Linked DNA regions of Mus musculus: regions 2, 3, 4, 5, 6 and 7 are each linked to region 1. A link is a contact called in public promoter capture Hi-C data. All regions are on one chromosome and are shown on one strand. Each heading gives the region's core, a stretch centred on a gene start, on an enhancer-like site or on the middle of the called end of the contact. The rest is flanking DNA. Distances are from core to core; before and after follow the strand shown. Region 1 holds the start of Eif3c (eukaryotic translation initiation factor 3, subunit C). Region 2 holds the start of Setd1a (SET domain containing 1A). Region 3 holds the start of Tial1 (Tia1 cytotoxic granule-associated RNA binding protein-like 1). Region 4 holds the start of Zfp646 (zinc finger protein 646). Region 5 holds the start of Armc5 (armadillo repeat containing 5). Region 6 holds the start of Kat8 (K(lysine) acetyltransferase 8). Region 7 holds the start of Rusf1 (RUS family member 1).

Region 1 (4,087 bases), core at 1,479-3,978:
AGGGGCTGGCTGTAGCCACTTTAATTTAACCAGTCAGAAAAGATTGGTGAGTAAAATTCATAAGACATCATTGGGTGTGAGAATGTGCTCATCAGACTGCCACCTGTGGGCCAAGATTTAGCATTTGAATACGTAGCAGCACCAGACCAACCCCCACCAGTCTAGCCAGCAATATGTGCTGGGGCAAAGGTGGCACAGAACTCATGGAAGTGACCAACCAATTCCTGGTCCAACTTGAGACCCATGCCATGAGAGGAAGCCCAAAGGCTTGGAACCAGACACTGGAAAGCCAGAGACCTATGATAGAACCAAACATAATTGGAAGAAAAATAAAATGTCAATGAAATGATTCCTAATGATATTCTGCTACACTTGTAGACAGGAGCTTAGCATAATCGTCATCTGAGAGGCTTCATCCAGCAACTGATAGGAGCAGATGCAGAGATCTACGGCCAAACATTAGGAGATGCTCAAGGAATCCAACAAAAGAAAGGGTGGAAGGATTGTAGGAGCCAAAGGATCAAGGGTACCACAAGAAAACAGCCCACGGAATCAACTAAGCAGGGCTCATAGGGGTTCACAGTACTGGCTATTCTCCATGTGTGTGTGTGTGTGTGTGTGTGTGTGTGTGTGTGTGTGTGTGTGTATGTGTGTGTGTAGGGGGGGTTGGTTTGGTTTTGTCTTGGTATAGCCATAGTGAGTGTGGCATCTCCTTCTGGTTTTGATTTGCATTTCCTCTATTAGTAAAGATATCGGACATTTAAAACTGTTGTTGTGTGTAGAGTTCACAACATAATCACATGTGTGAAGGATTTAGAGGTGTGACCTTGCCAGGCTTGATGGTGCATGCCTTTAACCCCAGCACTCCAGAGGGAGAAGTTGGAGGTTTTCAGAGCTCAAAGCTAACCTGGTTATGAGGCAAATTCCACTAGGACAGCTGAGGTTATAAAGAGAAACCCTGTCTTGGAAAAAAAGAAAACAGAAAAAAATAGGTGTGGCCTTGGAGGAGGTGTATGTCTGGATCCCACACTCTTCCCAGTTCTCTCTGTGTGTCTCTCCCCCTCTGCCTCTTTCTGTGTCATCTCTCAGCTTCTGCTCTGGCGCCATGGCTGCTGTCATGTCCCTGCCCGGTTGATCATGGACTCATCCTCTGAAACTGTAATCCCCAGTGAGGTCTTTCTTCTATACGTTGCTTTGCTTTTGCATGGTTTCTTCATAGCAACAAAAACGGACCTAATCCTGGAAGCTGAACTCTGGCAGGCAACATGCATACACAAGAGACTGGCACTGGGGCCACGCTGAGGTAGGCACACAGACATGCATACACTGCCAGCAGGCTAGCAGGCTAAGGTGAAGCCTCAGGCCTCTGACCTCAAGGCCGTCTTTATATAAAACCCACCCAACAGTGCCATTTTGCTAGAATTATACTTCACTGTTTATTTTTGGGCACCCCAGACATCAGTTGGTGAAATGCTTGCCTAGTATGGATCTAGACCCTGGGTTCCATACCCAGTACTACAAAAATCTAGGCCTTGTATGTTGCAAAGGCCACTAGGAATTGGGGGAGGTGGGAGGTGGTAGGGTGGTAGTCAGGGGAGGTGGTCAGAAGACAACTATCAGGAGTTGTTTTTTCTATTCTGTGGCCATAGGGAACTAACTCAAGTTCTTACGCTTGGTGACAAGTGCTTTTTCATCTGAAACACCTCGTGGGTCCAGTGGCTAGCTAGTATATGCTCATTCTGCACAAGGTACTGTCCCACACACATCATATGTTCTCATTTTATTTTCCTAATATCAAATGAACAAGTGCTATTATTCCCCTTTGTTTGTAGCACAGGGAGAAGAGCAGAGAGAGATTAGAAGTTAGAAAGTTTGCCTAAGAAAACGGTAAAGACAGGATTCCAACACTCAAGATCTATGAAGTTTGCTTAAACCTGAGAAACCATGCTCTCTTCTGAAGCATATATATTAAAATTGGAAAGATAAGGTAAGATTAGTATGGCCCCTGCACAAAGATGTCACACAAATTTGTAAAGCGTTCCGTATTTTTAAAATCCTTTTCTAAAACAAAACAAAACAAAACAAAATGACAACAACGACACTCCTCCAAAACCTCGCAGGACATCGGCATCAAGCTGACACCAGCCCTTAGATTCTTACTCTGAAGTTAAGATGGGCGGCCAGAATACTTTTTGTTTTTTTGTTTTTTTTTTTTGTTTTTTGTTTTTTTTTTCGAGACATAGTTTCTCTTGGCTGTCCTGGAACTCGCTCTGGAGACCAGGCTGGCCTCGAACTCAGAGATCCACTTGTTTCTGCCTCCTGAGCGCTGGGATTAAAGGTGTTGAGCCACCTCCGCAGGCTTCAGAGCTTAGCTTTTTTTTTTTTTTTTTTTTTTTTTCTTTTTTTTTGGCCCAGTCTGGCCTTGAACCCATGATCCTCCTGCTTCACCCTTTCTAGTGTAGGGAATTACAGACGTGCACCATGGGGCGGTTACTAAATTCTATATTGTCAGTCTTGCAGCCTAGTCCGGGCGGTCCTAGTGAGCAGCCAGTCAGTCTTAGTTTAGATAAGATTTAGAACCTCGGCTACTAATTCGTCCCAGGCCGTGTATAGCGCAAAGGCCACTGGGAATTGTAGTTATTTAGCGCATTCTTTGGTGCTTCCGGGAAGTGACGCCCCCCCAACCTTTTCCTCTTCCGGCGTCGTGCCTGTCTCACCTGCTCAGAGGGACTCGGCAGCTTAGCTGGTTCGTGTCTCTTGGGCCTCGTGCTCCGTGGAGGGCAAGGGGGAGGCCGTGCAGGCGGGAACGGGGGTCCGGGTCGGGAGATGGTAGCCGCGGTTGCCCCCAAACCCTGACGCCGCGGGTTTCCTCAGGTTCCGGCCGCGAGCGCCTCAGCCCTTCAGCGCCGTCGCCATGTCGCGATTCTTCACCACCGGCTCGGACAGTGAGTCGGAGTCGTCCCTGTCCGGGGAGGAGCTCGTCACCAAACCGGTCTCCGGGAACTACGGCAAACAGTGAGCTGGGGGCGCGGAGGGGACGGGTTTGGCGGGCTGCGGGGGCTCGGGTGGGCGAGCGGAGCCATGGGCTGGGCGCGTCTGAGAAAGGAGCTCTCGCAGCGAGCTGGGGGAGCCCTCGGCGTCCTCGGTACCGAGGAGGAGGAGAGGTTTTCCGTTGCTTAGTATTGCATCAGCTCTTAAGGCCTCCAAGTCTGCAGCCTCGTAACTCCTGCCCACATTCCATCTCTCGCATCCCTTCCCGCCCCTTGACTGTGGCTTTCGGAAACTCCCCGTATCGTAAATCTTCCCACTAAGCTTAGTCGTTATGATTTGTACTCATGGAGGGAAACCCTCAGTGCTTGGTTAGTTTGGCCCTGAAATCCGGTCGTTTGGCTCTGCGTGCCAAATGCTAAACACTGCTGTGTTCATCTTTATTTACTGTCTTTTTCTCGATCTCTGTAAATTAAAACTTTTTGAACTTTGAAACAGTTCTCAAAACAACATTGTTTTTGCTGTGTACCTGAAGGGTTTTAAGACATACTTACCTCCACAGAGACTTTTTTTTTTTTTTTTTTTTTTTGGTTTTTCAAGACAGGGTTTCTCTGTGTAGCCCTGGCTGTCCTGGCACTCACTTTGTAGACCAGGCTGGCCTCGAACTCAGAAATCCGCCTGCCTCTGCCTCCCGAGTGCTGGGATTAAAGGCGTGCGCCACCACGCCCGGCGCTCCACAGAGACTTGTAGAGAATTGTAGATGAATATCCAGACATATCCATGTGACTGCGATAGCATAACACTGTCCAAAGTGGAAAAACTATCACTTGTCCCATATTAAAAAAAAATTGTCAGGAAAAGTTAATACCATGGAAAGAAAATAATAGAGACACTGTTGCTAACTGAATGCTTTCACCCATTATTGAAAAAAATACAATCAAAGAGAGTGTTAGAATTCACCAAAACTAGTGGCCTCTCCTATTTTGGGAAATGTTTCTTTTTAGAATCTGGCTAGGTACCAGCTCCTTGGAGCTTTTCCCATTTGTTAGAGTTAGGGGGCCTTTTGTCTGCTGCTTTCTTAGGTACTTGTAGCCATATG
Region 2 (3,779 bases), core at 466-2,965, 1.2 Mb before region 1:
CCACTGCACAACTTACTTTACCAATAATCAGTAAAAGAAAACAAAAACAAAATTAGGAGGAGACAAAGAACTACCAATTTTCGAGACAGTCCGAAGTTTGAAGAATATCTTATTACAGTAGGGAAGCAAGCTGCTCGTACAGACAGGACAGAGGAGCACACACAATGACAGCAAGAACACACAACTCCAAGTGCACAGTGGTCTTAGCAGCATCCTTAATTGCTGAATAACTTGGCTATCCCACTGTCACAAGGCTTCAGAATACCCACCCATACCTCATCCTTCCAGACATCAATACCCTTGTCACCAGATATATACTAGAGTCACCTCAGCTATACATGTATACCTTCTGTCCAAAACATCTCAGTCTCACAGACACAAAAAGCAATGAGATCTGGCTGTCATAGTTCCTTCGGAATAAACACTTTGGTAGACTGTGTGAAGCCCAGGGTCCTTGACACTCTCCAAGGACCAACATGCAGGGAGACCAGCAGGCACTCACCTTAAACTTAGGAACCGGGAGGGAAAAGTCTCTGGCTTTGGACCTGACATGACAGCGGGGGTCCTGGAGGTCTTCCACGGGGGTATACTTTGAGTCCTAACAAAGAAAGCAGGAAGAGATGAAACCAGGCTGAAAATTCACCAGCCTACTGACTCTATAAAGCCCATGTAGAAGCCAACATACAGAAGAGCTGGGAGAGCTTGCTCATTCTCAAAAAACCAAACTACAGGTATAGGAAGTCTGGGTGTTGAATACTGAACAGGGGGAAGCGGGGAGGGGAGATTGGAGGTCCAAATAAGTCAAGAAAGGCTCGAGGGCACTCACACTGACACTGAAGTGGACTCCGTCATAGCGGTACACCTTCTGGGAAGGCCTGCGCAAAGCAGGGTCCAAAGCAGGATCCACTATGAGCTTGTAGTTCCGCCACTGGAAGCTCGGGGCTTTCTGCCCGTCTCCCCCACCTTCCTGGTCCATCTTTGCTCATTTACACTGTCAGGAAAAGAGGGATACGGAATGGGAGTCCACGACTTAGGCCTGACTCCCTTGCTGTCCCCTCAATGTCTAGCCCCGATTCCAGGGTCTCACATCAGTCCAGTCCCCGACACCTCAGCATGACCCGTGGCTCCCTCAGATCTTGCCCTGAGGAGCTGGGCTCACTATGGCACTCCATTCCTCTCCATCCCCAATTCTACCCTCAGGGCCCAGGCCCATCTCGCGCCCCCTTACCTTCCCGCTCTCCCCAGCGCGCCCCACTTGGCCTCCACGCAAGACCCCTCCCCCGTCCCCTCGCAGGCCCCGCCCCCTCCCGCCTCCTCACCGGCCAAGCGGCCCGGGCCGAGCCCCGCTCCCGCTCCCACACAGCCGCTCGCGTCCCCGCGCCCCGATCCTCCGAACCAGAGGTGGCACCTCTTCGGGGCGTTGGAAACACCGCGAGACCGAATCTGAGACCCAGCTTCGGTCCCTGAATCCAGGCGGGGGGGTGGGGGGAGGTAACGCGCGCCGCTGCCCTCTCCTCCCGCCCGGGCGCGTTCGGTGTCGTCCACCCCCCCCACCCCGTCGGCGCGCACGCGCGCCGGGGCCCTACTCACCCGCTCGTGGCGAGCGGCTCACCCTCCCCCCACCGCGCGCAGCACCTCAGCGGCGTGAGGCGGCGGCGGCGGCGGCGGCAGCGCGAGACCCGGCCCCGCAGCGGTGGCGGCGGCGGCGCCCCCCCACCACCACCTCCCCGGCGCGCGCACCAAACACCACCGCCACCTGCGCGAGGCCCAGCGGGCACAGCGTCTGCATCCGCACTTTCGCTACAAGGACTGCGGAGCGATCCACGGGGCCGAGGGTAGCGGCCTTGCCTCGGCCGGCGCCCTGCGAGGCTCGGGAGTTGTAGCCCAGGGAGCCTGAAGATGGGCCGCATTCCCCGGAGAGTGGACCGCACCACCCTGATCCAGCTGCTCCGGCCTTGGGGTTCCTGGCGAATCGGCGGCGACGAAAGCTGCGACGAGCCCCTGAGGGAAGGGGGCGGAGCGAGGGGGAGGACGCCAGCCAGAGCTCGGGAGATTTGAGTGGCGCGTCCAACGACGCAGATTCGCGAGGCGGGCGGGGCGAATGAGTGGACAGGATGCGCGCTCCTCGGCTCCTCTTCCCTGCCCCTTCCTTGCGCAGCCCGAATGCCTATGAGGCTGCAGTGCAGATTCGCCACCGTCCTGGGCTTTGGCCGTCACCTCTTCTCACCTGCTGTAGAGTCAAGAAAATGACGCCTGGCTCGCCAAGCCCTGTTGGCAGAGTCGACCTCTAGTCCTGGATTTTTTTTTTTTTCAGTAGAACGACTCAAGGAACAGCACACTTCCTACTTAGTGCGAAATGGTTACAAGGAAGAAGTCTTCTCGGCGTTTCCTGAAAATTTTCAGACAAGAAAAGCTGCCCAAATAATCCTAAGGAGTCGGGTAGCGAATCTGCCGATCCGGTTGTGGGCGGGGCTAACGAGAGAGGCGTGGCCAGGCGTGCGGAGCCCGGCGTAACGGGCTGCTTCCCTTAGAATCCACCAAAACCTGGGAGGGGTGGGAGGTGGAAAAATACAACCAGGAGGGGTGACTCAGGCGCTTTGCCTACCGACGCACAGAGTGAAATGATCGGTTCCTTCCCGCTTTTATATTCGGGCTCCTGTTGTTTTTCAGACAGCATGACATCGAACTTGCTATATAACGGAGGATGGCCTCGAACTCCAGATCCTTTTGCCTCTATTTCCTGAGTACCGGAATTACAGGTGTGCACACCATAACCGGTTTATAGCATGCTGGGAGATCTAACTCAGGGCTTTCTGCGTGTTAGGCCAGTACCCTAGTTACACCTCCCTTGGGCTAGTTTTAAAATGTTCCTTCTGAGCCGAGCAGTGGTGGTACACGTCTTTAATCCCAGGACCTGGGAGGCTGAGGCAGGTGGATTTCTGAGTTGGAGGCCAGCCTGGTCTACAGAGTGAGTTCCAGGACAGCCAGAGCTACACAGAGAAACCCTGTCTCAAAAAAAAAAAAAAAAAAAAAAAAAAAAAAAATGTTCAGTGGTTAAAATCAGGGTTCTGTTGAGCTTAAAAGAAACATAAAGACCCTTAAGTAGATCCTATAAAAAGTAAAGGTCTGATGTAACCCGGTTATTCTTGAGCAGTTTTTAGGCAAGGGCTACCTATGCTCATAGGATCCCGCTGCGAAACTTAAGGACAGACCTCGTTCAAGCTTCACTTGGGAACCCAAAACTGAGATCGTCCCAAGGTTCAACACCCTTTTCATCCAGCGAATGAATACAGGCTCTCTGGTCTCTGGAAGAACTGCACTCTTGCCAAGGCTTCTGAGCTGAAGATGCCTTAAGTGGCCCTCTACAAGAGCCTCTCATTATAGGCTGCTGGGCAAGCCTTTGACTTTCCTTAGTTTCAGGTTATACCTCCAGAATGGATGGCTATCTGTCACAAAAGACTGACTGTAACCATCATAACAGTGGTAGGAAAAATTGGAGCCTGGTTTTACACATTTTAACTGACCATTTCAAGTAATAAAAGAAAATGAGTCTGTACAAGGTCTATCACGACTAGACGGTAGGATTTATACTCTCAAGTTCTGAGGCTGAGGAAAAGATGCACATGAAGGTACAGGAGCTGAGGTCCCTTTGATTTATCCCAATCGAAGGGTACCAATTTCCTTCCTCTCTCTCCCAGAAATCCCTTGACCATAGTAAAGGTAATTGAGGTCATGGACTAACTCTGTGGCTTAGGGCCAGATTAGCCTCTTGGCCTCAG
Region 3 (3,792 bases), core at 4-2,503, 1.9 Mb before region 1:
CCTTTTTCACTTTGGGATATAATCCGTTTCTCGTTCAGACTTACTCTCTCCTTCCTAGGCTCATGGAGAAGCAGCCTCCAATCTCCCACTGTACCTGTAAATTCAGGTAGGGTTTCAGTATGCAGCTAAGCAGATCTATAAGCTACCCCAAAGCTCTCTGTTGGCCACCAGACCTTTTCTCTCCTTCAATGAGACAGTGTGCAGCTGGGGGCACGGGAGAGCTGGTTAAGAGCACACTTACAGTGGCTTCCAGTTTGGTTCTCAGCACTCATATGCAGCTCACAACCACTGTTAACTCCAGTCTCAGGCAGGGAATGCCATCCCTTCGTCTGACCCCTAGGGGCCTCAGCCACAAATGTGGTGTACATCCAGTAGATTGTCATGATTCTATCTCCTCTCTTGCTTTAGCATCTCAATACTAGCAGCCCGTGTCCTCCAATACCGAACTCCAGACTGTTTTGGCATGAGACCTGGTCGTTGAGCCTCTTTGCTGTTTTCACTGATTATTAGTTTTTGATAAGGTCTTGGTATCTATTTCTAGGCTGGCCTTAAATCCATTATCCTCCTGTTCAGTAGCACTGTGCGCCACCACGCGAATATTTAAGTTTTAAGTAGGGATTTGAAAGAGCGGTACAAGCCATTTGAATGAGGGGCTGCTCTTTTGCAGCCTTACCCACTAATCCGATGAGATAATGGGTAGCGATCCTTGTGGAACTTGTAAAGCAAGTTACAAGCGGTATAGTCTAGAAAGGCCTATCTGGTTAGAACACGTGCTCAAAGACAAGGCTGGATCTGGTGTTGCCCGATGTCCGCTACATCTCTCCGGGTTCAGAGTTGCCACTCTTTTGCCCGTCGCGTGAGGCGTCGGTTGTTGAACACGGACCAGCAGTTCTGAGAGTAGAGGCGGGCAAGGCCGGCTGACGGGAGAACCACGCGGAGCCAGCACACCGCCTGATCTGCAGTTGAAGAAACCGCTCTGGGGCTGGACGGAGGCGGAGCAGAAGCTCACACTGGACCAACAGAAGAGCCTTAAGATGCTAAGAGCGATCCTGGGGCGGGCCCCGGCGCGAGGCACTCTGGGATTTGTAGTTTACTTCCCGGACAGCTCCTCTCTATTTCGGCCGCCCGCCTTTTATTCCTCGCTCTATCCCGGCACGCCGACTACTTAGTCGCGGCACGTCCTCACGTACGACTACACTACCCAGAAATCTCTCCTTCGCGCTCCGGCAGGCGCAGGGTCTGCCTTGAACTACAGTTCCCAGAAGGCCACTGGAGAAGGGCTTCCCCCACTTTCCCGGGACCGCAATTCCCGGAGACTTGGTTTCGCGGCTTTTCTCTCTGTGTTGGGTCTCTCTTGGACCCGGATAGGTCTTGACTGGCCAGCAGGCCCACAGCGACAACGTGCTCCGTCGTGTCCAGTCGCAGGGTGTACTCTTTGGCCGGGCTTTCTGTCTCTTTAGCTACTTTTGCCGGACAGGCCGTCGCAGCTGGCCTGAGCAGTGACCTGGCGGGCCGCGCCTGCGCCCTGCCGCGTTTCCTGCCTGGCTGGTGGTGGCGGCCATTTTGTTCATCCTCCTCCTCCTCCTGCTCCTCCTGGTTGGAGCGCAGTGTCCGGAGCGGGCTGGGGGGAGCGGACCCGAGAGCGGGGTTCAGTACCTTTTCCTCTGTCCCCAGCCGGCGCCCGGAGCCCCCCTCCCCTTCCTTCCCGCCCCCTCCCCTCCCCAGCCCTGCCCTCCCCCTTGTCCCGGGATCACTCCGTCGCACCCACCATGATGGAAGACGACGGACAGCCCCGGACTCTGTGAGTACCCGAGACCCGGGGTGCCAGGCACCGAGTGGCCCGGGCACTGCGGGAAGCGGAGGGAGGAAGGGAGAGCAGGAGCCCGGGACTAGAAGCGGAGAGCCGGGCGTCGCGGTGGCGCGGCTGTGAAGTGCATTCCTCATCTGTCCCCCTTCCCAGAGAAGGAAGCCCTCCCTTCCCCCCCAAACACAGTCACTTCCTAGGGTCTAGGGCTTGTCTCGACTTTTTCCTCCCGACCCCTTCTTTTGCACACTCTTGCTTGGCTGGGCTTGTGCACGGCTGAGGCTGTCAGGCGCGGGAGAGCTACTGTTCCCCCTGTGCTTTGGGGGCTCCGGGCTGAGCCAGGAGCTGTGGGTCCCTACGGGGGCAGGGCTTGGCGGGGGTGGGACCACTACTGCATCCTTTGGCTTGAACGTTTAGCCTCAGTCCACGTCCTCAGCAGTCCACGTCCTCAGCCTCAGTCGCTCCGAGTCCTTCTCCCCAGTCTACCACTCTTTAACCAGAGGAGCCCCTTGTCTCTTTCTGCCCCACGTGCCCCACGCTGTCAGAAACACCCGCCTAGCGCCTGCTGCTTTTGAAGTGCCAAAGTGATTGCTTTTCGCCACCGTGCACCACCTCTGTCCCTTGGATAACGAAGTTTACTTTGAGCGCTTACTGCGCCAACCTGACAACCAGTTAAACTCCTTTCGCTCAGTTAGTGATGCCGCTTCCTAATCCGTTTGTGCGTCCGGACCATCGGAGTTGGATAAAAGGATGACTGCTCCCGCTATTTGTTACCTGTCTTTTGAGTGCTATTTTTCGCGGTATAGCTGTCGGGTTTCACCTGAAGCCCAATCTAATGAATGAATCGCATCTTCCAACCGCTTAATTGGCGTTTCCTACCCCCCTCCGCCGGCCCCCCCTCCCATGCAGAGTGATGACTCAGCGTCTGTATTCCTTTCCAAATAGTGTGGCACTCTTTTTTTTTTTTCCTTAGTCTGAGTAATTTCCAATTCATTGTTTAAAGTGAGCACCTTGGGTTTTCCCAGCCTCTCCAGGCCTACTACTCCTGCCTGGAGTAAATACATAGAGTCAGCCTACTGCTTTGTCTCTCTTGCCTCCCACTGCCTAGTATTGATTGGTATGATGGTCAGAGTCCACTTGGCTGGGTTAGCTGATGGGGAAAGTACTTTTTAGGGAATCGACGACGGTGGATAGACATTCAGGACCTCTGACTAGCTAGCTTCTCAGAGCTTCATGCGTAGCACAGAAAATATGTTCAGTAAAGAAGGTCCATATGTATATTCAGTGTTGATAACAGATATTTTTTGAGCATTGTTTATACTTTACATTTTTATTTCGCTTAACATCTGGCTTGGGAAACTTGAAAACATCTTTTTTTTTTTTTTTTTTTTTTTTTAAACTTGAAAACATCCTAAACATATTATACCCCCTGAATGAAAATCTTTCTGTGTGTGAGATCTTCCAGCATCTGGGAAAGCTAGCAAGTATCTGGGAAGGCCTAGCAAGTATATATTCAAGGAAGATGACAGTTACATTGTATCTAAAATACCTGAAATGTCATCATTGCATCATAATAGCTACTGGGTAATTGGTAAATTCTCAGGTCTCATTAACTGCATCTATTTGTTCCTTAGAAGAGGTTTCTTGTTTTTGTCTGTTACATAGTATTCCTTTTCTGTTTTTTTTTTTTTTTAATTCCTGTAATTTCTTTGCATCCACTCTATCATCTTCTTTAGACCAGAGCTAAATTTTAATATTTCATACATTTATCATCTCAGATCTCTTGTCTTTTTTTCTGAAAGACATTTCAGGTGTCTATGTTTGGTTACCTAAAACTGTGATGTATACACATGAGTGAATAAACATCTTAGCTCTGTTGTTCCTGTGTGTCAGTATGTGTTCATATACCTTCCTTTTCCCACTTTTCTCCATGGGAAGTTGAGGTGGTTTTGTTATGTTTTTAAGTATAAGGACTGTACAGCTTCCTA
Region 4 (3,720 bases), core at 946-3,445, 1.3 Mb before region 1:
GAGCACGAATATGGTTTTTCAGAGCAGCTGCATTGAATAGCTGCTTGGAACAAATGGAACAGGGGTAGATACCTGTTTGGTGGCTTTTTCGATGGTTGATGAGACTACCTGCATGACGGTAGGTACGGCCACAGTCTCCACAACAGAAAGGTCGATATTCCTCTGAGCCGCCATCTTCTAGCTGTCCAGAAGAGCTGAGCTCCCCAGAACCATTCAACATCCCTGTTTTAGATAGCTGACCCCAACTCCTCTCATCTGCGTGTCCATTTGTGGTAGGCATCTCTTTGTCTTCCCATGGTTGTTCCTGCTTTAGCCCCTCATGGGACTGCTGATGTTCCAGCAGATCCCTGGGGAGCCGAAAGGCACGGGGGCAGTGAGGACAGTGGTAAGGCCGATACTGGGCATGGAGTCTCGAGTGGTTCTTCAGGGCCATGAGGTTAGAGAACTCCTTGAAACAGATGGAACAAGGGTAGATGCCCAGAGTGTGACTCTGGCGGTGGTTGGTGAGGCTCCCGGCATGCTTATAGGTCTTCCCGCACTCACTGCACCTGTACTTTCGCTCCCCCTCAGTAGGAAGAGGCTCAGTGGGCTCCTGGGCCTCTGTGAAGTTCACTACTGATTCAGCCAAATACTGTTCCAAATTGCTAAGAAGGTTGCTCGCTGGAGTGGGGAGTGGTGATGCTCCTTCGGAACTGACGGCGGGCACCCAGTCCGCCGTACCTCCTTTAGAATCTGGCTGCATTTCTAAGCCTTGTCTTTGTTTGGTAGGTGGATCTTCCCACGTCCCTGACGCTGCCCTGGGGTCAGCTCCAGATTCCCAGTCATGTGTCTCTCGTACCAACTTCGTCTGATTTTCCCAGCCTTCCCCAGATCCAAGCCTCTGACCCCAGGAGTCAGTAGCCATGGTCTCACTCCCAAGGTGTGGAGCGGTTTCCATGGCATGTGGAGGCCCGTGCCTTCGGTGGCTCTCAGGAGCATGAGTCCTCATATGGCTCTGGAGGGCCAAGCGATTAGAAAAATCCTTGCCACAGGTGGTACAGGGGAAAAAAAGAGTCTCATGGTTCCTCTGATGGTTGGCCAAGTTCTCCGGGTGACTGCCATAGGGGTGAGGGATGCCATCGGCTTCCTCCCCGTCCTGCTTAGCAGATGAATGGCGCAGTTCTCGATGCCGTGCCAGTTCTGGGAGGTTAGGAAAGTGGCGCTGACAGTCAGAGCAACTGAATGAGAGGGGCATGTCCTCCATGAGGCAAAGCGGTAGAAAACCCCTGGAGGCTCAGGAGGGACAGACAGGTGGCAGCAGCATTCTCTCTGCAGAAGGGCTGAGGCCTAGAAAGGGGGGACAGTAGTCAGAAGGAAGGATCGAGTCAGTTTTGTTTCTTGGTTACTAAAGCAAGTCGCAAAGAGGTTCCCCAAACATCCATGCCAAGGGACCCGCTCTCTCTTAGGTCTGGAGGTTCAGAAAGCCTCGCTATGCACAAACTCCTAGAAATGTTCCCCCAGGTTTAAGTCATCTCTAGAGCCTGAGAGAAATAAGGAAAATAAAATCTGGAGCCTAGACAGACTGATTTTGTTTTTTAGGTTATATATAATGGATCTTATTGATCTTCAGACTGTGCACTCTATCATTCTGACAACCTAACAAAAATCTATGAGGTGTGTGTTTGTTTTTGTAACAACGAACCAGAACTATTTGCTTTTGAGATATGGTCTCAGCTCACTGTAAAGTTCAAGCTGCTCTGGGATTCCCTCAGTCGCCCAAACTAGTTTCACACTTATGAATTTTCCTACCTCAGACTCCTGAGAGTTGAGATTGAAGGAGACAGCCACGACTGTTGGGCAGGCCTTACACAGACGTGCAACCTTTCTTTCTTCACTCTTCAGCTAAACCGAGTGGTCTGAAAAGAATGGCAGAGCAGCTGCTTTCTTCAGTGGTCACCTATGTGTTGTAGAAGGTAGAGGCCCTCTTAGGGACGAACCTGGCTTCAGTGGTCACCTATGTGTTGTAGAAGGTAGAGGCCCTCTTAGGGATGAACCTGGCCTTTTCAGCATCACACTGTTTCCCTGTTAGGCGTTAGTTTTACTTCCTTTAAGTACATTTAATCCCATTCCATTTCAGGTTGAAAGTTCATTTTATTCTCTGCCTTTTCTATCCCCTACCTACCTTACCTTGCTGTCTCCAACACTTTTCATTCCCTCTTCTACTTTTTCTCTAAATTATGATAGCAACTCAGGCTGGACAGTACCATGGGCCAAGCACTGCTGTTACACAAGTGTATTTGGGGTGGGTGGGTGGCATTTCAGACAGGGTCTTACTATGTAGCCCTCGCTTCCCAAACTGGGACTAGAATCATGCGACACTATGATAAGCTTGTAAGTACATTTACACCACTAAATCCAAAGCCGTGTTACCTCGTTTTTTTACATAAACTCACTTCAAGAGGCAACCTTCATTCCAAAACCAGCAGCAGCTATTCATTTCTGCCACATCATCTGGCCTTTCTCCGGGGCTGACTAGTCTCCTGGGACCCTAGCACAACTATTTCTAATCTCACCAGCTGAGCCTGGTCCCAGAATTCTCACTTCTCAAAACTCCTTCACTCGAGTCCCCTTTTCCTAACCAACCACCATCACATTCCTGTAGAGTCACTCGTCTTTTCTGCCAATTTCTTCTCTAGATCCCTACCTCGCACCAGGAGTGCCTTCTGGTTCCCGCCGCCGGCGCGTCCGTTGGAGGTCGTGAACGGGAGCGCGCCTGCGCACTGGGACCCTTACCCTAACTGCAGCCGCGAGCCATAAGTGGTGGCTGGTGCGAGAGTTCTCGAGCCCATACACACGCACACTCAGCCAGGGTACCCGGGAGTGGTAGCTGAGGGAAAGGTGCGGGAGAGAGGAGGAGGTAGAGGGAGCAGGGACAGCTGGTATGAACCCAGAGTCTAGCCCAGTTCCGCGGACACTTCCTATTGTTACCAGGAACCAGGAAGTGTCCTAGATGCTAATGCTTCCCCGCGAAACTTCCGCCTGGGAACACTTCCTGTCCCTCCCGCGGGCAGTGTTTCCGCACGGACACGCTTCCGGCGCTAGGTTCCGGGTGGGCCCGACTGTTTGTTTTCTTTTTGTTGTTTTGAGACTGGGTCTAACTCTGCAGCCCGGGCCGGCCTCGAGCTCGGAGCAATCCTCCTGCCTCAATTTCCAGAATGCTGGAGCTCCCAGGCAGCGTGAGCCCCCACGCTCCGCTGCGGGCGCAGCTCTGGCTCCGCCCACGCAGGTCGGCGCGGCGTTCGGATGGATTTAAGCCACACTTCCGTCCAGAGCTGCTGAAACCCTTCGCGTGCTTATTCGGGCAGTACGGTCACAGGAAAGACCCTGCAGCCCCGGCTACGGCGCTTTGGTGACACTTTTCACGAGGTTCCATAAAAGCTTCTTCCCAGGGCTGGCGTGGAGGGATCCTCGCTGAGTCCTTTCCTCGCTGTTAGAGGAAATGTGGACTCGACGTGGACGCGGGCACCACAAAGCCCGAGCGCCCTCTCCGCATCGTCCCACCTCCTAGCTCCTGCAGACGCTTCCGGCGACTTGGCGGGTGTCCGCCGTCAATCAGCCCGGCGTGCCAGCCCCTCAGCACCCAGAAACCCTTCGCAAGATACTTCTCTGCTTCCGCAGGCTCGGGGCTGCTTCCCTAAGTTTTTCCTTCCTCCCGAGCAAGGAAGGCGGCCTTCCACTTCC
Region 5 (3,976 bases), core at 1,235-3,734, 1.7 Mb before region 1:
TTGTTTCTAATCAACCAAAGCAAGAATGTGGCAAACGTTTGGGGATATAAGTCAGAGGCAGAGTACTTGTCTAGCTTGTACCAAACCCTGAGCCAAGCCCCAACATCTCAAGGAGAGAGTGGGGAGGGAGGGAGAGGAAAGAGAGGTGAGGGTTAGAGAAGGTCTTCAGAAGATGCTAAAAGAGGAGCAAGAGCTGGAGGACTGACTGAATGGATATTTGCCCGAGGGATGGTAAATGGTTTGCAGCAGCTTTTCCAAATGCCCCAGGGTAAAAGTGTCTGTGCTATGATTTCACAAAGCCCCTCAAATGCCTGTCCAAGGAGTCAAAATATAAATGTGAAGGCCACAGAAGCCACCAAAGGGCTTTAAGGGGAATGACAAGATACACTCCGGCAACTGCGGTGGGAGGGTATTACCAGAGAAAGGAATATGTCAGGAAGAGCGGCTGAAGTGGTCATGTAGTCCAGGTAACTTGGCTTGAACCAAGTTAACTTTTATCCCTGCCAATCAAAAGGCAATACGGCCCAGCACAGCAGGCAAGGTTAGAGAGAACTTGGCATTCCATCAAGCCTACTGTCAAACACATTACTTGCAATCTATGCAAGTTTAAATATAAAAATGCTTCACTTTAAAAATTAAGATTTTTGTCAAAATTGAGATACAGGACAGGCAATGATGCAACTTTGTTCCCATCATCACCATAAGGAGGCGCCAAATCACCCGGTACACAGAAAGGCTGATCCTCTGCTGGAATTTGTTTCCTGTGTTTAAGTACCCACTTATGCTTGGAGTCTGGGCACTGTACATTTGAATTTCATTTTCTACTCAACTTCAATCCTGTCGGGTAGCTATTGTTATTACACAAAGAATTCTTGCTTTGGAGGGGTTGGGTGATTTGCTTGGTATGTCTGACTTTTAAACTCACTTTCTAACTTTTAAAACTACACTTTCTGGCCTCCTGCTCTTCCATGTGAAGCCTTGCACAGGGACGGGTACTGTCCCCGAGAAGCACCAAAAACAAAGTATAAGCCACTTGCTCAAAAGTGAGGCAGGAGTCAGTATCTACTTCTGGTCTGGGCAGGTCCAGGTCTAATTTATGGAGAGAGCAGTGACGTCACATAGCATCACACCTGAGGAGATGAGTGGCGCTGCACCATCACAAAGCATGTACTCAGAGGCCTGGCATAATGGAAGGGCAGCGCAGATACTGTGGGTTGGAACCTTTCTAAGAAATGGGGGCGGAGCACTTACCCAAAGGGAGAATGCCTCCAAGTCTCCGCACTTCGGCCCGGCACGCCCCTTCTGTACAGCAGTTGGCTAGAATGCTGAGCGCCAAATCCAGCGTCTTGCGCAGGCGCATTGGCAACGAAGGCGTCAAGAGCGACTCGGCAGCGGGGGCGTGGCCAGGGGTAGAACCAGCTGACGCAACCGACGAAGGGGCGGAGCCAGAGGCTGCTTGGGACGGGGCGGGGCCCGCAGCAGCCGTTCGGCGGAGCAGGGCGAGAAGGGGGCGGAGCCCGCCGCGTGCCCGGAAGCGCTCAATCCCCTCTGCCGCCTTGATGTGGCGCGTGCGAAGAGCTAAGAGCGCGCGGCCCAGGGGTGTCTCGTTGGTAGCTGGGTCCTTTCCCCCACCTGGCCCCTCCCCGGCCGCCGCCGTGAGCTGCGCGAGGCAAAACGAGAGCGAGTCCGTAAGGGCCGGTCTCGCAGCCGCCATCTTGGCCCGGGCCTCAGGCTCCGCCCCGCGTCTCGCCGGTACTCTGAGAGAGCGGAACTGGAAGAGGGGGGCGTGGCCAGGCTGCTCCTCGGAATAGCGCCGCCGCAGTTATCTTGCGAGTCGGAAGTTCAAGTTCTAGATTCTGGAACTCCGGTACTTGCACAGTCGCAGAAGACATGGCGAGAATGGTATTTATCTGTGGGAAAGTAAGAGGCGCGTGCGGTGCATGCTGGGATATGTAGTCGGCGCCAAGCTTAGTGCAGTTTAAGTGGGTGAGAAACTCCTCCCGGGGCCGAAGAGTGAACTGTTGCTCCTAGGATCAGACGCCCCGCGGTGGAGTCTTAGTGCTGTCCTGTGCTCCCCAACGTGACTTAGCCACTTCGCTCCCGGTACGTCCTTGTCGGCGACGTTCAGACTTGATTGGCAACCCTCAAAGCGCGGTGATCAATGGCTCCGAAAGCCGGACTGACAGACTCGCAGAACCCCAAGCCGTTTCAAAAGTGCTAAGTTCCCGACAGAAAGGTCTCGCCAAGCGAATGAAAGAGTTAAACCTACCGGGAAAGTTCGCTGCCACTTCCTAGAGTCTCTCGGGCTTGGGGACCTTTCCGTTTCCGGTACCGGCCTCCAAGCCTCCAGTGCCCCGTTCTCCAACTGTGCTGATGAGTTAAACGGGTGGCATTTAGGAAACCGAGCGCTTTTCGGCCGCAATGGAACTTGCGGCTCCAGAAGTGACCAGGGAGAATCTAGATGGGGCTAAGCTGCTGGAGAACCGGACGTCAAAATTCCCGGGAGCCCCCAGGTCGCCCCTGGATCGCGAGACCGCGCTACATGAGCGCCCCCTCCTGGCGCGGCCGGAACAACCAGCCCCCGTGGAAAAAATGCTGGACCAGCAGTACTTATGTAGGTCAGGCTCTGGCCCCAAGGAAGAAACCTTTGTCAAGACCAGTGATCCTGCAGTCCCCAAAGCTTTCAAGTGTAGGGATTGTGGGTTGGCTGTACCCAGTCTCTCTGATCTCATTCACCATCAAAGCAGCCATGGGTGTGACCGCCCTTACAGCTGTCCAGAGTGTGACAAAAGCTTCCGGCGTGGCTCAGATCTGGTTAAGCATTACCGAGTTCACAGTGGTGAAAAACCATACCCCTGCCCAGAATGTGGCCGTTGCTTCAGCCTCAGCTCTAATCTCACTAAACACCGTCGTTCTCACTCAGGTCTCCGGCCGCACAAGTGCATGGAGTGCGGAGAGGCCTTTGGTCGCAGTGCAGACCTAGCAAAACACCAGCGGGTGCACACTGGGGAAAAGCCCTATGCGTGTGCTGAGTGTGGAAAGACTTTCAGGGTTAGCTCCAACCTGATCCAGCACCAGCGAACTCACACTGGTGAGAAACCCTACCGCTGTGGCCTCTGTGGCAAGAGTTTCAGCCTGAGCTCTAACCTTTTACAGCACCAGCGCTGTCACACAGGCGAGAAACCCTACTTCTGTGCCTGGTGCGGAGACAGCTTTGGGCGAAGTTCCTATCTGCTAGAACACCAGCGTTCACACACGGGTGAGAAGCCCTACAATTGCTGTGAGTGTGGCAAGAACTTCACCAACAGCTCAAACTGCCTACGGCACCAGCGCACTCACAATGGAGAACCGCCCTTCAGGTGTCTTGAATGTGGTCGTGGCTTTAGTGAGATCACCATGTTCACTGAACACCAGCGCATCCACTTGAGCAAATGACCTTTCCAGAATGTGGCAAAAATCTCACACCACAGTTCCATCAATGTTCACACATGGGCAAGAAACCCTAGAAGTTTCCTGATTGCAGCTAGTATTTTTGTGGACACCAGCCTATGCACACAAGCAAAGGCCTTTCATTTGCAGGTTTGTCAAGAGCTGCAGTCAGATTTCCCACTTGCTCTTCTACCAGGTGACCCACATGAGCAAGAAGACCTCCATCTGCCCCTTAATAAGGCAAGCCTTTGCCCATAACGCTTAGCCTTGTCTAACATCAATGGGTGTTCCAAGATGAGAGTTTCTGCAGTTATCCCTGGCTTCAATGAAGGGACCAGAGTGTTGTTAGTTTTTTTTTTTTTTTTTTTCTTTTTTTCTACGTCCCGAAGGTGACTTAACTAAGGGCCACTAATGGGGTTCACAAATGGCATCTGGGTTGAGCCACAGGCTAGACGAACAGCACTAGAGCTGTGTCTGCCTTCAGAGAAACAAGATTTAAACACACACACATGCACACACAAAAGTCCTGTTTTCTGAGATTTCATTC
Region 6 (4,054 bases), core at 182-2,681, 1.3 Mb before region 1:
GATCTGACTCCCTCTTCTGGAGAGTCTGAGGACAGCTACAGTGTACTTACATGTAATAAATAAATAAATTTTAAAAATAATAATAAAAAATAAATAAATAACTTTTTAAAAAACAAAAATTAAGAGATGAGTAAGAGCTAGCCAGGAAGACATGAGATTACTTATAGCAAGAGCAGGTGATAAAAGGCACATAAACACATAGTTTTGGCGGGCAGAGCAAGATTGGTCTGGCAATAGCCCTTACTAGAAGTGCCTAGAAACTGGAAAGGTCTCAGACACCTTTAATCCCAGCACTTGGGAGGCAGAGGCAGGCGGATTTCTTCTGAGTTCGAGGCCAGCCTGGTCTACAGAGTGAGTTCCAGGACAGCCAGGGCTACACAGAGAAACCCTGTCTCGAAAAAACAAAAAACAAAACAAAAAACAAACAAACCCAGTCTAAGGAGTTTAATTATGTTTTGAGACAAGGTCTCTCTATGTAGTCCTGGCTCTTCTGGAACTTGCTATGCAGACCAGGCTGGCCTCAAACTCACAGCCTTCCCAGGGCTGGGATTAAAGGTGTATGCCACCATGACCGACATTTATTCGTTTAAATTAGATGTATTTATCGTATTAGGGGGTGGGGGATACTCTTATATGGATTCTGAGGGCAAACAGTAAGAATCATTGTCTCCTTCTACCATGTGGGTCCTGGGGACAGAACTCAAATCACCAGACTTGGTGACAAATACCTTTATGTCCTGAGCCATCTCAGCTCGGAGTTTATTTTGAAGCCAGCAGCTTGAGGTTTATTTTGAAGAGGGAAAGAAAAGGAAGAAAAGATAAGGAAGATAAGGAAACGTGTTTTTAGGAACTGGGCTGTCCTCTTTGCTGGCGATGAGGGGGCAAGAGAAATGTAAAGACAGACAACAAAACACCAATGAAGGAACAGATATAGCAAAAAAAAAAAAAAATGAAGCCTGAAATCGAACCAGAGTGAATGTTCACAGGCCAACTCTGTATTCAGCTGACTGGTGGCTTTACAGGTGAAAACAAGCATGGCCTGACTCCAACCTCCAATTACAAAGTGGGCTTCTCAGCTCCCGAAATCCCGCCTTCTTACCTGAGTCACCACCCTGGCCCCAAGACTCCCAGCCCCACAGAGCGCCCATTCCTAGGCCATGCCCATTCCCTAAATCCCGCCCCTAGGCCCTGGGCCCCGCCCTCACGCCAGGTGCTATCCGGCCGCCGGCACAGGTACGTTTCTCCGATCTCCACGGTGACTTCTGGTTCGCCACGCGCCGGAGTCGGCGGAGAGACCCGGCCCGGGGACCGGGCAGGCCCCTCGACTGCTGCATTTTCCCCCGGGCCGGGCTCTCCCTCCCCTACAGTTCCTGAAGTTGTTGCAGCAACTGCAGCTGTAGCTCCCTGTGCCGCCATTGCTGTGCCGGAAGTGACCGGCCAGAGAGCCGCTTTTATTTCCGGATCAGTGGGGGCGGGCATAGTCTTGCGTGTTGGAGGTGGGGAGGTTGTGACGTGGCAAGGTTTTGTTTTGTGCGTACTGCGTGTGGCTGTTGTTGCTAAAAATTGGCCCAACTTGAGACAGGGTCTAATTACAGTCCTAACTGACCTGGAACTCGCTATGTAGACCATACTGGCCTCGAGATCCACCTGCTTCTGCCTTTTGAGTCCTGGTATTTAAAGACGTGCACCGCCACACCCGGACTTAGCTATTTTTGTGGAGTTGTTTGTTGTGACATAGCCCGGGCTGCCTACACACTTGCTGACCTAGCTCCTCCTGCCTTGGGTTCCCGAATGCTGGGATTAAAGGCGAGCATTCCTATTTCTTGAGAAAGGTTCTCAGAGGCTAGCCTGAAATTCATTGAACGTGCAGCAGTATCCTGGGGATTACAGTTGTACTCTATCACTGAATTAAGTTTTATGGGATGCTTGGGGCCAAAACCCAGGGCTTTTTATATGCTACCCACTCTATATTTGCGTCTCTCGCTCAGGGTGGGAGCAAAAACCAGTTGAGACAGGAAAAGAACAGGTGTGCCAAATAAACTACCTTCAAAATAAACTTACTCACTCTTTCTCTCTCTTTTTTTTTCAAGACCGGGTTTCGCTGTGTAGCCTTGGTTGTCCTGGAACTCACTCTGTAGACCAGAAATCTGCCTGCCCCTGCCTCCCATGTGCTGGAATTAAAGGCCTGCACCACCACTGCCCGGCAACTTCTTTTCTCTTAAGAATTTCATGTAGCGGGGCTGGAGAGATGGCTCAGCAGTTAAGAGCACTGACTGCTCTTATGAAGGTCCCGAGTTAAGACCCCATGGTGGCTCACAACCATCCATAACAAGATGTGACACCCTCTTCTGGAGTGTCTAAAAACAGCTACAGTGTACATGTATTTACATATAATAAATAAATAAATCTTTGAAAAACAAAAACAAAAAACCTCGAGCGTGGCCAGGGAGAACCTTGAGTGGTTGTCTAACCTCCACCTTTCAAATGTTGAGGTTAGGATGGCACCACACCAGGTTCATGCACTGCTAGAGATTGTACCCGAAGCTTCATTAATGTTAGGCAAACACTACCACTGAACATCTCCAGCCAAGAAGGGTTTGAGCAGGGAGACAGTGCCTGGAGAATCTGTAGTGACACTCCTCCAAGTACAGAATACCAATTCTCTGAGACTCAGTAAAGGTTAAACCATATATACATATGGTTAAGTCATAGCTTTATATAAGCTATATAGCAGCATTCAAGGTAAACTTATTGGTAGATGAATTGGAGTAACACATGTCTAATTTGCTGTTTAACTTCACCTTTCTACACACACACACACACACACACACACACACACACACGTGTTTTCCTTAATTACTGTATTGGGGCACCGGACACCTTTAATAGCTTGCCCAGTGCATACTACTTTAGGAACTGCGTTGTGGGCGAACTAGTCGATGAAAAGAAGCAGCACTGTAAGACCTTTGTTTTTTAGGGATGATAATGCCAGCCAGTTCCTCCTTAGCTGGCTTACTGGAATAAAGCTCCTTTTCTCACGCTCTATTGTTGAGACTGACTGGCTCCTGCCACATGGTTTTACGTACCCAGCATGCACTGGTAACTTTTACAGTAGCACACAACAGTGTGTTGAGTCAGAGTAGGGCTGGATAAACATCTCATTTAGACATTCTCTGAAAGTTCTTTGATTCATAATTTGGTGATCAGTTTTCATAAGGTTTCTTTTTTTTTTTTTTTTTTTTTTTTGGTTTTTCGAGACAGGGCTCCTCTGTATAACCCTGGCTGTCCTGGAACTCACTCTGTAGACCAGGCTGGCCTCGAACTCAGAAATCTGCCTGCCTCTGCCTTCCGAGTGCTGGGATTAAAGGTGTGTGCCACCATGCCCGGCTTTCGTAACAGTTCTTGAGAGGGGCAGCTTGAGGTCAGAACTCAGACACTATGGTCCAAGAAATATCTGACCGTTGTGTATCTATGTGAGATGGCATTGGGAATAGAATAGATCCTTTTGTGTGTGGCACTGAGGGAAAGCTGGCTGGATGATTCGGCATGCACTGCTCTTGTCGACAATCTCAGCTCTGCTTCCACAGCAAGCAGCTCACTACTGCCTGTAACTCCAGCTCTAGGGGATTCGAAACCCCTCTGGACTCCACAGGCCATCTACAGCAATGAGCACAAACCCACAGGTAGACACACATACAAAAAATAAGAGAGAAGGCACTAGGAAAAACTGGTTACTTTGCTGTTGGGCAGTAAAGAAGTTCAGAGCAGGATAATACCAGGTGCCCGGCACCCTAAGAATGAGAAGATACAACCAAAGGACACCTCCCACTCTAGCCCTCTTCAGGATCATTACAGCTTTTGCCCAGGCTTCTACCTCACTTGACACTTCACCTGACATCTTCAGATGATGTCCTTCCTAAGTAAGGACTAGCCTAGGCATAGTAAATACACCATGCTGTCCCCATGCCAGGGCCAACCATGATTAACATGTAAATCCAACTGTTTTTTCCAGAACTTGGGGGCTGTGCTGAGACACCCTCTACTTACTGTTATT
Region 7 (3,828 bases), core at 359-2,858, 1.7 Mb before region 1:
CCCCGCCCTCCCCCGCCCCCAGTGCCTAATTTAAAAGGCATGATTTTCCTTCCTCTTTCCTCCTGGTAACTGCCAGGATTTCCACCTAACCTGTACTGTTAAACTAATAAACTGTCCTCAAGATTCCTGTGTTGGGCTGGTGAGATGGCTCAGTGGGTAAGAGCACCCGACTGCTCTTCCGAAGGTCCTGAGTTCAAATCCCAGCAACCACATGGTGGCTCACAACCATCCCTAACGAGATCTGACTCCCTCTTCTGGTGTGTCTGAAGACAGCTACAGTATACTTACATATAATAATAAATAAATCTAAAAAAAAAAAAGATTCCTGTGTACTCCTTTTCTAAACTATTTTATTAAAAAAAAAACCAAACTCTCTCTCTTTGTGTGTGTGTGTGTGTGTGTGTGTGTGTGTGTAGGTGCACATCCATGATGGTGTCTGCTCCCTCTTCAAGTTGGAGTTACGTGTGGTTTGAACTACCTAACATGAATGCTGGGAACCCACTGCTGATGTCTTGGAAGAACTGGGAGCATTTAGCTAGTAAGCCTCCAAATCCCCTTATTAAGGAGCCTAAGTTCCCATGGGAACCTCGGTTTCCCCAGTAACAAAGTAACAACAAATGTTGGCAAAGAGCCCCTTACAGAATGTAAACTGCTCCAGCTGCTCTGAAAATCAAAAGGAAAAAAGAACAGACCTGCCTTAGGCTTACAGCTCTACTACCTATAGCTATACACCAAAGGACGCCATGTCCTACCACGGAAATACCTGTACATGTGTGTTTACTGCTGCAGAATTCGGAACAGCTAAGAAATGGAGTCAGTCCGGATCTCTCAGGAGACACATGAGTCACAAAATGTGGAGTTACAGTGAGATTTTATTCAACCATAAAGAAAAGTGAAATAATAACATTTGCAGGAAAATGAGTTTAAAGACTGTTGCAGAAACACAGATGCCCCGTGTTTTCTCTCATATGCAAGTCCTAGATTTGGAATTTTATGTGTGTATGTGTGTGTGTGGGAGGAGGGGCTGGGGTATAAGTCATGAAATTAGAAATGGGACCCTGAGGAGGGAAGAAGGGATCTTAAAGAAATAGGAAGATAGAGATCATGTGACATAAAAGCAGCATTGGGGTGAGGAGGGCTGGGTGGAGTGGGTAAGTGGATGTCTACATAGTAGGAGTCAGGCAAGAGAACAGGGGGAGGCGGGTGGTAAATAGGAACAAAGGGAGCAAAATATGAATCAAAATGCCATAATGAAGCTCATTAAGTCACAAGCTAACTTAAAAAATTTCAAAAACTCTATTGTCCTTGGCCTCACAAACAAAAAAAAGCACTGCGACGGAGAGGGATACTCCAGTTACACAGCTAAAAGTTTGAGATCTGAGTGGAGTCTCCACCACAACTATTTCCCCAGGAAGCCATCTCTCCCTCTTCCGATTGGAGTTCAGAGTCAACGGCCCCTATATTGCTCCTAGGGTCCAAAGAACGATAGGTAGGTCAGGTGCAGTCCTGGGGTGTGCCCCAGGAAGGCAGGACACACAATAATCGGAGTTCCAAGAGAATAAAAGATTAGTGTCCTTCTGTGGCCACCGTAGCCAAACAGGAAATGTAGTTCGCCTAGCTTTTTGCCGCGTTGGACCGACTCGCTGAACTTGAGGATGGCTGACGCTGCGAGCCTACGGGCGCCGCTGTGCACGGAGCAGTTCGGCTCCGGAGCCCCGCGCGGCTGCAGCGCTGCCGCCGATGGGAGCCTGCAGTGGGACGGGGCTCGGCGCTGGGGCTGGCTCTCCCGGGCCCCGATAGCGAAACCTGGGCAGCACGCGGGTGGAGGCGGGGGACCCTGGGCAGCACTGACCGCTCTTTCGGGCCTCAGATCCGTGCTGCTGCCTCAGGGCTTCCCAGATAGCGTCAGCCCGGATTACCTGCCATACCAGCTGTGGGATTCCGTGCAGGTCCGGCTGGCCGATTGCCGTGGGGGGGGGGCGGTTTATAGCTGGGGACCCGGGGAATAGGCCCCTGCAATCTGCATGTGCACATTGGAAGGCTAGGGTGCATTGCATAGTCCTGACAGTTTTCCAGGTCCCACAGAACCAGTGAGAGCTGGTATAGCACAGTAGGCTCCGTGCTCCTGCCACCTCTCCTCATTCCACTTCTTTTCTCTCCAGGCCTTTGCTTCCAGCCTCTCCGGCTCTCTAGCCACCCAAGCAGTATTGCAGGGCTTAGGGGTAGGCAACGCAAAAGCCTCCGTTTCAGCTGCCACGTCCACCTGGCTCGTGAAAGGTGAGCTGGAACCTGGGAGCCTTACCTGTTGATCTCATCCCTGCTTCCTGTCTCTGGCCTCTTTTTCCTTTACTGCAAACCCTAGCCTTGCTGTTTTGAACTGTTCTGACCTCTAACAGTGGTTCTCGTGTGCGTGTGTGTGTTTGTGCGCGTGCGCATATACACATTTATGGTCTGCAGCCTGATTAGTACACAGAAGCTGTGAATCTTTGCCCACAGCTGGAATGCCCTCATCAGTGAATCAGCCTAAGTGGCTCACCTTGTTACCCATGCAAACTTCAGAATCCCGAAATCATCCGGGATCCTCCTTAAATTACCTTTAATCTTACTTTATGCAGGATTGCATAGACATGCAGTTTATTACGTAAAAAAAACCCGCCAGCTTCCCGGGATGGTGAAAGTTGGGTACTTCCAGTGGGCAAAGGGGCATGTGGCTGGTCCTAAATTGGTAGTTAAGGAAATGCTAAAATGCACTCTGACCCCTCTGGGGTACCTGACTGTGCTGCAGTAAGATTATAGTAACCGTGTGCTGAGAGTATACAGCCTTCTGAAAAAAGTCACTAAGAAAATCAAAGATAATCTAGTATTATGCCTGCCACCTGGTGAGGGAAGCAGACCAAAGGGAACTCAACACTTGTTTCACGTTTAGGAGGGTCCTTGGCTCAGTCTTCTGGCCTCTGTCTTTCCCTGTTATCCCCAGTGGTATTTAAATGAACCTTAGGGGCGGGGCAAGGACATCCTGTTCTATCCTAGACCTCACCACATCTTGGGTAAGCCTCCCTGGACTCTAGGTCAGGAGGCTTCTGTTTATGCTCATCTGTTAGAACCCAGCACATTGTAACTAAGTATCACCCCTTGAAAGGGCATGTCAGAGCAGAGGTGACCGAGGGCTTCTTGGCCACAGTGTCTCATCTTTTAAGGATGCCAACCTCCACCACTACCACCACCACCGCCACCACAACACATAGATGCTGACAGTGTTTATTATATGCCATTCTTTGTGTTGCTGATTAGACCTCTTGGTGGCTGTGTGACAGGTAGTGTTGTTATCCCCACACTATAGCTGGGGAAACAGAGGTACCCACGGTTACACACCTGCTGAGTTATAGGGCCTGGATCTGAGCCTAGGAGAGTTAGTCCTTTTCACGGCATCACACTGTGTTTAATGAGATCTTTTCCATTGCTCTCCTTTAGCCAATTCAAAACTGGGTCAGTAATTGGGTTTCTTAAGTGTCATTTCTAAACATCCCATTCTTATCACCAGCATGATGCTAATCTGTCTAACAGGTTTTTAAGAAAAGCTGAGGCCACTTCAAGATATGAAAGTACCCGCACTCGAGAACCTGTTACCAGTGTTAAAAGACGCCCTCTTAATTAGAAAGGATTTTACAAGCTTGTTTCCCTCAAGAGTGAGATGTTTATAAGCAGAGCACCATATGAGAAGTTCCCTTGGGATTTTTGTTGTTTGTTTTCTTTTTGACACAGGATCTTCTGTAGCCCAGGCTAGCCCAGATCCCCAGGTATCACTGGATATAACCCCATGTCTTTACT

Evidence for each region. Promoter capture Hi-C pulls out the DNA fragments that hold promoters and counts their contacts. Capture Hi-C pulls out chosen DNA fragments and counts their contacts.
Region 2: a contact with region 1 is called in a promoter capture Hi-C map of liver, with 4 times the contacts expected there. The contact joins the promoter of Setd1a here to the promoter of Eif3c in region 1. A contact is called at or near these places in 2 of 39 promoter capture datasets (erythroid cells and liver), 1 of 484 Hi-C or Micro-C datasets (pre-B cells), 3 of 115 datasets of contacts at active chromatin or transcription factors (double positive thymocytes, embryonic stem cells and large pre-B cells) and 3 of 9 other capture datasets (adipose tissue, liver and macrophages).
Region 3: a contact with region 1 is called in a promoter capture Hi-C map of adipose tissue, with 4 times the contacts expected there. The contact joins the promoter of Tial1 here to the promoter of Eif3c in region 1. A contact is called at or near these places in 2 of 39 promoter capture datasets (liver and pre-B cells) and 1 of 9 other capture datasets (adipose tissue).
Region 4: a promoter capture Hi-C map of adipose tissue shows a contact between it and region 1. The contact joins the promoter of Zfp646 here to the promoter of Eif3c in region 1. A contact is called at or near these places in 4 of 39 promoter capture datasets (the C10 cell line, hippocampal neurons, liver and 1 more), 1 of 115 datasets of contacts at active chromatin or transcription factors (double positive thymocytes) and 2 of 9 other capture datasets (adipose tissue and liver).
Region 5: a contact with region 1 is called in a promoter capture Hi-C map of liver, with 3 times the contacts expected there. The contact joins the promoter of Armc5 here to the promoter of Eif3c in region 1. A contact is called at or near these places in 4 of 39 promoter capture datasets (liver, neutrophils and pre-B cells) and 1 of 9 other capture datasets (liver).
Region 6: a promoter capture Hi-C map of liver shows a contact between it and region 1, with 5 times the contacts expected there. The contact joins the promoter of Kat8 here to the promoter of Eif3c in region 1. A contact is called at or near these places in 6 of 39 promoter capture datasets (the C10 cell line, erythroid cells, fetal liver and 3 more).
Region 7: a contact with region 1 is called in a promoter capture Hi-C map of liver, with 4 times the contacts expected there. The contact joins the promoter of Rusf1 here to the promoter of Eif3c in region 1. A contact is called at or near these places in 2 of 39 promoter capture datasets (liver and pre-B cells).

What each region holds. Positions count from the first base shown.
Region 1 is chr7:126,565,007-126,569,093 of GRCm38.p6, reverse strand. It overlaps Eif3c (eukaryotic translation initiation factor 3, subunit C), which reads left to right and starts at 2,728. Exons shown (of 21, transcript NM_146200.1): 1 at 2,728-2,746; 2 at 2,875-3,015. The coding sequence starts at 2,915. It overlaps Gm25579 (a small nuclear RNA gene), which reads left to right and starts at 1,945; the gene lies at 1,945-2,050.
Region 2 is chr7:127,775,325-127,779,103 of GRCm38.p6, reverse strand. Setd1a (SET domain containing 1A) reads right to left here and starts at 1,715. Exons shown (of 19, transcript NM_178029.3): 1 at 1,591-1,715; 2 at 827-991; 3 at 503-598. The coding sequence starts at 976.
Region 3 is chr7:128,459,134-128,462,925 of GRCm38.p6, reverse strand. Tial1 (Tia1 cytotoxic granule-associated RNA binding protein-like 1) reads left to right here and starts at 1,253. Exons shown (of 12, transcript NM_001347640.1): 1 at 1,253-1,801. The coding sequence starts at 1,770. It overlaps Gm32816 (a long non-coding RNA gene), which reads right to left and starts at 1,206. Exons shown (of 4, transcript XR_378509.4): 1 at 674-1,206.
Region 4 is chr7:127,876,176-127,879,895 of GRCm38.p6, reverse strand. It overlaps Zfp646 (zinc finger protein 646), which reads right to left and starts at 2,195. Exons shown (of 3, transcript NM_172749.4): 1 at 1,789-2,195; 2 at 1-1,326. The coding sequence starts at 1,243. It overlaps Zfp668 (zinc finger protein 668), which reads left to right and starts at 3,060. Exons shown (of 3, transcript NM_146259.4): 1 at 3,060-3,720.
Region 5 is chr7:128,235,865-128,239,840 of GRCm38.p6, reverse strand. Armc5 (armadillo repeat containing 5) reads right to left here and starts at 2,484. Exons shown (of 6, transcript NM_146205.2): 1 at 1,252-2,484. The coding sequence starts at 1,714. It overlaps 9130023H24Rik (RIKEN cDNA 9130023H24 gene), which reads left to right and starts at 1,810. Exons shown (of 1, transcript NM_177001.3): 1 at 1,810-3,976. The coding sequence starts at 2,422. The coding sequence ends at 3,435.
Region 6 is chr7:127,909,894-127,913,947 of GRCm38.p6, reverse strand. Kat8 (K(lysine) acetyltransferase 8) reads right to left here and starts at 1,431. Exons shown (of 11, transcript NM_026370.2): 1 at 1,206-1,431. The coding sequence starts at 1,416.
Region 7 is chr7:128,295,911-128,299,738 of GRCm38.p6, reverse strand. Rusf1 (RUS family member 1) reads left to right here and starts at 1,608. Exons shown (of 13, transcript NM_145590.2): 1 at 1,608-1,949; 2 at 2,163-2,277. The coding sequence starts at 1,656.